2 separate regions of the Drosophila melanogaster genome follow, and region 2 is linked to region 1. The links are chromatin contacts, called in public Hi-C maps. All regions are on one chromosome and are shown on one strand. The core of a region is the stretch at or near the end of the contact, and the rest is flanking DNA. Distances in the headings are between cores, read along the strand shown.

The links. A called contact is a pair of places that touch in the nucleus more often than the background predicts.
Region 2: a contact with region 1 is called in a Hi-C map of the Kc167 cell line, with 4 times the contacts expected there. A contact is called at or near these places in 21 of 107 Hi-C or Micro-C datasets (the Kc167 cell line, the ML-DmBG3-c2 cell line, the OSC cell line and 8 more).

Annotation. Positions count from the first base shown.
Region 1 is chr3L:12,753,688-12,758,282 of dm6, forward strand. Vps13D (Vacuolar protein sorting 13D) reads left to right here and starts at 1,362. Exons shown (of 19, transcript NM_168512.4): 1 at 1,362-1,555; 2 at 1,617-2,407; 3 at 2,718-3,767; 4 at 3,825-4,595. The coding sequence starts at 1,459. It overlaps CG10973, which reads right to left and starts at 1,087. Exons shown (of 5, transcript NM_001038913.2): 1 at 990-1,087; 2 at 855-932; 3 at 1-529. The coding sequence starts at 1,031.
Region 2 is chr3L:20,024,966-20,029,402 of dm6, forward strand. It overlaps CG14183, which reads right to left and starts at 2,870. Exons shown (of 8, transcript NM_140915.4): 1 at 2,061-2,870; 2 at 1,682-2,006; 3 at 1,335-1,624; 4 at 1,116-1,272; 5 at 804-1,067; 6 at 575-732; 7 at 1-490. The coding sequence starts at 2,796. Lamtor1 (Late endosomal/lysosomal adaptor, MAPK and MTOR activator 1) reads right to left here and starts at 4,055. Exons shown (of 5, transcript NM_140916.3): 1 at 3,907-4,055; 2 at 3,681-3,844; 3 at 3,280-3,413; 4 at 3,150-3,220; 5 at 2,854-3,094. The coding sequence starts at 3,987. The coding sequence ends at 3,002.

The DNA.
Region 1 (4,595 bases), core at 112-2,611:
TCTCGATTGAAGTTAACGATGCAATTAGAAAAGCAGTCTTCACGTAGACATTTGTATTTGTGGATTTCAGACAGGGTATCAAGGACCTGATCCCCTTTATGCGCTTAAACTCGTCGTATCCAGGCTGAAAGTTCCTTATCAGCGATGATATCGCATACAAGGAGCACCGCACGGTATTCGGATTCGAATGGCTCAAGTTCTTTGCAAGTGCAGGCAAAAACTTATCGTTTATGAGGGCGTTCTGACAAAATACATTATTCTGGGCCACTTCAGCGACAGTATTGAGTGCCGATTCTCGCACTTCGCTATCCGAATGTGTTATGTAGCGGAGTAGAGTTGCAGTTCCTCCTAGCTTCACCAGCGTTATGGCATTGTCGATGTCATCGATGTGGCTCCTTATGACATCCAGACTCTCGATTTGGTCGTCCGTGCTGGATTCTTCGCTGTTCAAGATCACCAAAGCTGCTTTCAGGGCCGCTGCAGCATCCACTGTCATGGCATTTAGGGCATTTGCCAAAAACTGAGCTCTCTGAAAAATAAAATATTTTATATATTGTAGCTCCAAGTAACTAGTCAATAACTAATGTTATACTTTGTTATATCAAAAAGAGCTTTCATACTACTGTACAAAGTGCCAGAAAAGTAATTTCCAAACAAATTTGGCTTTCAATAGAAGTTCCATTTGGAGGAGCACATGGCCAAATACATAGGTTCTAGATGATTCGATTGACTCACTGCTTAGGACACACTTGTGAATTATTCAGAAAGTATAACTACTTGAGGTGTTTTAAAGCCTAACACAATAACTATTCTAAATATTTGTAAAATTCTCTCAATTTGAGCTGTTTACATACCTCAGGATCGGGAGTTTCCAACTTTGGGGCTGCTTCTGGATTTGGATCGTGGTGTTGCACCGTATATTTCAGAACATTCTAAGAAAAATATACATTTTATTGAAGTTCACTAGATACTCTACCCAAATTACTTGCCTGCAAGCTTAGGGCTCCTCTTGGCACGTTTGGATCGGTCATTTTGGGAAATAGACTCTGTAGCAATCACAATAAAATTTTTGTTTTTAACAATAATTAGTGATGGAATTTCAAGAATATCGCACAAGACCGATATCCGATACCAATCTGATTGATAGCTACATCGGCAAAACATCATTTACATATATTTCAAACTTAAGCAACACCCGAAATTAGGACTGATATATATTATCTTATTAACTACTTCCCATTTAAATTATTTATGAAATAAATAAACCAAAGAAACCACTTGTTTATTCAACTACAATCCAATCCCACAACCTGTTCCGATTCCACTTGTTCCATTTGTGACTCGGCAATATTTATGCGGTGTAGATAGTCCCCAATCATATGTTTATAGTTGTGGTTTTAGGGCATGAATTAAAAACAAATATTTAATAGGATTAGCGTCAGTGGTTAATAAACAAGCATGTTGCGAGACCTCATAACGTGGGTGCTGAACACGTATCTGGGAAAGTATCTGGAGAACTTGAATTCCGCCCAATTGTCGGTGGCACTGCTCTCGGGTACTGTGATATAATTGTTTATCTTTATTCCGCATCGCATAAACAATATATTTTCCCGCAGGCGAAGTTGAGCTCGAGAACATACCCATACGCAAAGATGCCCTCCGCTCGTTCAATTTGCCGGTCGAAGTCACCGCCGGCAGTATCCGTAAAATCAAACTCCAGATTCCGGTCCGCCAGTTCAGGACATCGCCATGGTGCATCTCCATCGAGGGCCTGTTCTGCATCATCTGTCCGAAGAACCTGGACAACTGGGACTACGAGAAGGAGAAGTTGCAGGATTTGGAGTATAAGCTGGCCGTGCTGGACACCGCAGAAGCAGGCTGGCGTTCCGAAAAGGGCAAACAAATGGAGTCTTACTACTTCTCATCCTACAATAACTGGCTGAAGTATGGCACCAACATGGCCACCAACATCATTGACAACATTGAACTCAAGATATCCGATGTGCACTTTCGGTTCGAGGACATCGTGGACACCGGCAAGAGCAAGATATGCACGGGCATCAAGATTGGATCTCTGACCGCCCAGAGCTGCGACTGTGATTGGACCAATGGGTCCTACAAAATGAACAACAACGAAATGAACTACAAGCTGGTGGAGCTCAAAGAGCTCTCGGTCTACTGGGATTTGTTGCACGAGGACATCAAATGTCAGTCGTACTCTAACCAGGAGATTCTCGAAAAAATGCACTCCACCTGCGAACTGAGGTCCCACAATTTCATCATCAAGCCCATTTGTGCAACGGCCAGGTGGAAGCGCGATAAATGCCAGCAGGTGATACGTACCAAAGACAAACCCAGGGTTTCCTGTGAACTCCTGGTTCCCGAGGTGGTCATAGACATATCTAAGGTAACTAAGCCCAACTTGAAGCCACAAATAACACTTAAATGAGACGTAATTTACTGAGGTCCAAAGTTCATCAGAATTAGGTACATATTTCGATTGCTTTTTAAGCGATTATCAAACAATACATTTTATTCGTGAATGAATAATATTGGTTCAATATCAATCACCAACAAATTTGCTTATTTCTATCTAACCAAGCCCCAAAATGAACTTGTACCCCAATAAACACAGTTGTACTTCCCATGACGCAGTTGTTATCACCATATTTGATATGCTTATTATTTGTTTTAATAAATTATTTTAATATTTCCAGGTCCAGCGACTGCAAATGTTAGATAAGCTGTCAGAAATCCGTCAGGTTAAGGAAGTTCGACAATACAGGCTAAAGCGACCCACATGCACCGTAGAAAGTAATCCAATCGCATGGTGGAAATACGCCACCATATGCCATGGATTTGACTTTAAGAAAAATGAGGAAAAGTGGTTAATGCTCAAGGAAAATCTTCGTTACATGCTGCTCTACAAATCAATTATATTAAATCCCAACGAAAATCTATCCGCTGCAGATAAGGAGTTTAAAGCCTACATCGAGAGCGATAGAAAGATATCGGATTTAACCATAATGAGAAGGATATGCTTTGAAAAAGTGTTTACGAAAGGTTTCGCCTTTGAATCACAGAACGAGCAGGGCAAGAATATGCTCTTTCATTGGTTTCCAAACTGGATGGGTTGGTATGCGAACAGTCCCAGTACCCCAAATAATGAACAGGATGAATCGCTGAAACATTTGGAAGATGATATTCTCGTTGCGTTGGAGAACTCACTTCAGAACTCTTCCGACTTAAAAAGCGATGCTGTCTTCGGACACTTTTCAATCAAGCTTCTCAAAGGACTGGTAATCCTGCAGACCGAAGATAAATTAAATGATGGCAGGAACAAGTCTATGGAAATGCAATTCAACAACTTCTCCGCCTACCTCCAGTTGAGCCCACAGTTAACTTCTTACACTGTGGGCATATCCTTACAAGAAGTATACCTAATAGACAAAACCAGTAGTGATACGATGCACAATTACTTAATTAAGCCACAAACAGGGAATACAGCCACACCAAATCAACTAGTAAAGAATGCTGCTCTCCAGGAGGATATCCTGTTTCAATTACAATACGAAAATTGCAATCATTTACGCTTTCAGCTGAACATTAAATCAAAAGGTCTAGATCTTATCTATAATGAGGATGCGATCCAGTGGCTTTTAGATTTTCTGGCCGATTCGAATTCCTTTAAATACTCACCGCGCAATAGAGTCGCGAAGAAAACTGACTTTATGAAGAACTGGAATGAAATGTTTAGTGGAAATGAGGTGAGTCAATCATTTAAAACTTTCATAACAAACGCTAACACTCTTGTTATTCCTTAGGTAAATCGAAAAATTTGGATGTTCGAAATTGAAATTTTCGCGCCACGCATAATATTTTTGGAAAACTACAAAGTTAGCAATTCGTTGATGGTTTTGCTCGATTTCGGAAAACTCGAAATGAGGAAAATGGAGGTTAAGAGAGTTATACCTGTGATAGAGTCGGCTGTTACTGAAAACACAAGCGATGACGATGAAACCTATTTGACTCCATGTTCAACTCCGCCTGCATCGGAAAAAAGTGGTTCGGAATCTCCGACGCTGCTTGAAAATCCAAAAACGGAAAGCTTTCTGAACAAAAACGTTCAACTAGAGTACGTTTTGCACAATAAGATTTACGATAAATATTTGATCAACTTTACAAACCTTCAAGTTCTGGTTTGTAAATACGAAGAACGATGGCAAGCGTGCTTGAAAACATCGTCGAATTTCCATCTGATTGATAAATTTAATATAAACCTCACACTCGAGCAAAGGAATATCTTCACCGTCGATCCGGAGTATCCCTCGTTTATGCTCTTCGGCACCTGCCCAACAATATTAATACACGGCAACGAGGAACTCATAAACAATTGTTGCAACATTATGAAACCCATTATAAAGGCTTCAAAGGAAATGGAAAACATTTACAGAGGCGGTAACACGATTTACGCAAGCGAGAGAATCAAAAACCTTGCGGAAGACGATAGGAGCCGAGTTGTCATAGAGTTTGTAATGGATCAACTGGTGATCGAGATGCAATCGACAGAAAGGAGCATTGCCGAGCTTCAAATT
Region 2 (4,437 bases), core at 1,620-4,119, 7.3 Mb after region 1:
TTACGGTCGATGTTCAAGGTCTCCTTAACGTTATCATCAATGTCGCCGGAGTTGTACGCCTGAAGGACGCGTGCCAGTGCCGAGTAGGCGTACTCCTTCATGTCATCTGGCGCGTTCTCGGTCATCAGTTCCAGCCACAGCAGGAAGCTAGTGCCGTAATCGCACTTCGGAATAAGCAGTACTTTTTGGAACGCTCGCTTGATGCCTCCATTGGCCGCCCAGGGCATGTTACTCGTGCCGACTAGTACAATTTTGTCATTTTTCTTCAGTGGTTTCAAGATCTTGCTAGCTAACGAGGTGCCCAGCAGTCTGGGGTTAATCTCCACTGCCTCAGGCGGAACCTTTTTCCAAAATAGTCTATGCGCTTCCTCGATGTACATTATGGTGGGCTGAAAAGCCTTAGCCACTTTTAGAATAACATGCAGGAAGTACTTCAAGTCTTTGGCATATTTGTAGGTATTCTCGGGACTTAGGTTCATAAAAACTGCATCTGGAGTAGACAGAAGGTTTAAGTGCTCCGACAAAAAAAAAAAAAAAAAAAAAAAGAACAATTCCCAACAAAATGTTACTATACCTAGTTCGGATGCAATGATTTCACACAGCAATCGTTTTCCGCTATTCAGAGGTCCAATTAGCAAAAGAGACTTCGGCTTCGGAACATCGAATTCGCCCATTCCCAGCATCGACTCTTGGATAACCATTTTAATGTCACCCTTTGCTGGGCCCAATGTGCTGAATTTTAAATCGATATTAATTTTTTTTGTTAGGCTTAGTAGCTCTTTCAACAAATAACTACAACATACGTTAAGCCATCTTCATCTCGAGTGTCGTCTGCCACAAAGTTGAAGTCCGTTATGAACTCATCAAAGTCCCTATGACCAATTTCCTCTATTATGCCGGCATCTTTGAGCTCATTGTACAGGGATTCCAGTGTCCGATCGCCTGTCATGTCCTTGGGCTTCTTCTTCCTCTTCTCCTTCTTCTTCTTAGGATACTTCACCTTGAGAGCCTTGTACTTCTCATCGTTATCCTTCGCCAAGGCCTCCCGCAGCAACTCATACTCAACCCTGGAAGTTGAAAAGTTATATTTTCATTGTAAATATAAATAAATTTACCTCATGTATTCGTCGACCAAGCCCCTCACTTCCTGATGAATCTTTGCCAGTTGCTCCTCAGTAACCCATTCCTTGATGGGATCATGATTCTTGTTTAGATATTCATCGACATTTCTCCAGTCCTTGGAGTACTTCTTCATTGTTTCTTCAATGTTTTCTAAAATTGAAGAGAGTATTTGGAGACAATGGAAACATTCTCCATTAAGTCAAACTATCTACCAATTGCCTTGCTTGCAGTTAGCTCGTAGCCAATATCGATGACTCCAGCGTCTCTCAATTTCTTCCGACGTTTAGCTTCCTTCATTTTCAGTTGTTTTAGCTTTTCCTTCTTTTTCCTTTTCTCTTTCTTCTCCTTATCGCGAAGTTTCTTCAACTCGGCTTTTGACAGCGGCTTTTTACCAAGGCTTTCCTGAAATTCCATTGGCGTCATTGTTTCATCAATGACAACCAGTACCGTTCCTTGTTTTACAGGATCGGGATAAGGATGAAAATTCCCAGTCGCGTCGTAGCTGTTAAGTACGAGTTATACGTTTTTGCCTTTTTTGCCTCAATGAAAAACAACTCACAATTCCTTGAACCATGCCCGGATATGATCGGATATATCTTCCATCATCCATGGACTTCGGAATTGCAGCAATCGGGTGCGCTCATCGTTGATCAAGTTGATGAAGTCCTCATCCAGCTTCTTCTTGAGCATCTCGTTCTTGTACATTTCCATAATAGAATTTGCCGTCTGATTGGGTCGCTTCAGTTTCCTAATTTTCTTCATACCATACAATTCCTCCTTGAACCGCTTCCTAATCTTAACTATTTTCCGCGTCTTGTAACCACGCCAACAACTTTGGATTTTACAAGCAGCATTGTTCTGTATTGCACTTAAGGCTTCCTCATCTAGAAAATAATTAAAAACCAAATTAATTGTTTTGAAACGATCTAGCTACTTGCCATCTATTGCGGTATCCGCTACATCATCCTTTTTGATAAGATTTTCGCAGGACTCGTCCGCCTTCAAGAAGTCAGCTGAAAAAATGGTTCTCTTCACGGGAATACTCATTGCCTGATCAGGCTTAAAGGTGAATTTGTAATTTATTTTCTTTCTTTGATGGACCTTGAGGAACTTTTTCTTGTCGTACTTTATGTTGGACTTGTAAACCCGAGCTCGGCGCGCCCTCTCGTGAGCTTGGATAAGCTTGACCGCCTCACTGATCGGAACCCAATCCTGGGCTGCCTTTTCTTCCTTTTCCTCATCGTTCATGTACAATCGGTTGTCGGCAATGATATTTTGAATGTCCAACGGGCGACGGTAAAGGAATTGTGGTGACCTCCATACGACCAGGTCCCGTGGTGTTAGCTTCCTAGCGATCAGCGCCTTATCTATGTAAATGTATTCGCTCATTTCCAAGTCTTTTAACTCCTCCTTGAGTTGCATTAGCTGCTGAGTGGCATTCTCCACCAAAACACGTACCAATGCCCGCTTTTGCACTTGGAAAGTATTGTGGTATATGAAACTTAACTTATTGACCAGCTCCACATACAAAACATAGAGCTCTGCGTAAATTTTATACGATACTGCCTTTTCCTCTGGCGGCTCAATCTTCTTCAGGCGGTTCTGCTTCTTGATTAATTTACCAATTTCCTTGCGCGTGTAGACCCAAAATTTATGGTTAAGATCGAACGACATTTTGGATTTTAGCTATATGTGTGTGTGTGTGCCTTCCTAAATAAAAAAAATGTCTTGCCGTGTTAAGAATATAGTATGTATTTATTTGCTTCTGTACACTTAATGAAAATAAGTCGATTACCTGGTTATTCAAGGGCTACTTAGTACCAATATAGATTTTGATTTTATATAAATTTATCACTTTATTTCACTTAAGATACGATAATCAGGGAATCCGGAAGGGAACAACCACGGCCTCTTTGTGGTCGATCTGTATGTGCGAGACACTGATGTGTGCCTTCTCGGTGAAGAGCTTCATCTAAAAACATACGAAATTGGTAAGCAACAAGCAATTTGCGAAAAGTAAAACTCACTTGAGCAGTGTCATCTGGATAGGTTGGCTTAGACAGATAGAACTGATGGCTTGGTACATCTTTAAGGAGACCTGTTGTTCATTTAATTGTTAGTCATCATTCACCCTTTCAATCTAGCTATATTGCAAACCTTTTGGTGCGATACTGGCGTGCTGGCCGTTGTTCCACTGTTGATGCAACCGCTGCGAGTACAATCTTATTCTATCGGCGTACTCCTGGTGCTCCAGGCTGTGACAGTCCATGGCTCCAACGTTTATCATGTTTCTGGAGAGCAAAGTAGCGTATAAGCGAATACAAATATAATATAGATAAGCGATAATTAGGGCTGTGTTGCTTTGTTGCATTGAACATCCCGATAAATGCTTGGGTATAACCATACTACATACTAGATCCTGCCATCGCTATAACTACGTAGGTATACTACTATAGTATAGTATAGTATAGCAATCGCTGTAAAATGCTAGCATTCCAATCAATGGAATTGTATATGATAGTGCCAAATGTGGACCCTATACACTATCAACTACGTACATCGCAGTATTCTGCACCAGTCTGGAGAGGGCGTTCTGATCGTCCTTCTTGGGAAGGGAGTGGGCGTAGTCGGTGCTGAGGCCATCGGAGTTGCTCCGTCGAAGGGCAGGACTATGGTTCACCGGGTCCACGAGAAGGTGTGTCCGCTCGTTCGGCTCGTTGGGCTGCAGATGGAACGCATTGTGTATTCGGTCTGTTGACGGGGAAAGGGGAATGTGCGGATTACCTGCGCACCTGGATCTTCGGTGCATTGCCAGCAGTTGCAGATCGAGGCTAGGTAGCTCCAAACAGAGTGCACATACTCCATTCTAAATGCAATTGTTCAATTGTTCTTTATTTTTTATGCAAGTTTTTCTAGGGATGGAATTGTACATATTCGATAAGATCAGTGCTACCAGACAGTTTAAAACAGCTGTATACATACTTGTTATCGATTAGGCGCTAAATATTACAATTTTAATCGGACATTAAATTCATGGGTTTTCATAAGGGAATACTAGTTTATTACTTACTGTTCCTAGCGTTATCCTTGTTTTATTTATTATGAAATACTTTTTATTGGGAATTAAGTTGATTTAAATTTATACTTTATTAATTTGTTATATTTTTATTGGAAATCGGCAATAATTGTGAAGATATTAAAAAATTTAACTGCTTTTGGTAGACATCAATTATTAATTTGAAATATTTATATTGCTGTTTTTTCTATCAACCTATATGACATTTTCCCCAACAGCCAGCCCACGAGAACGAGCAC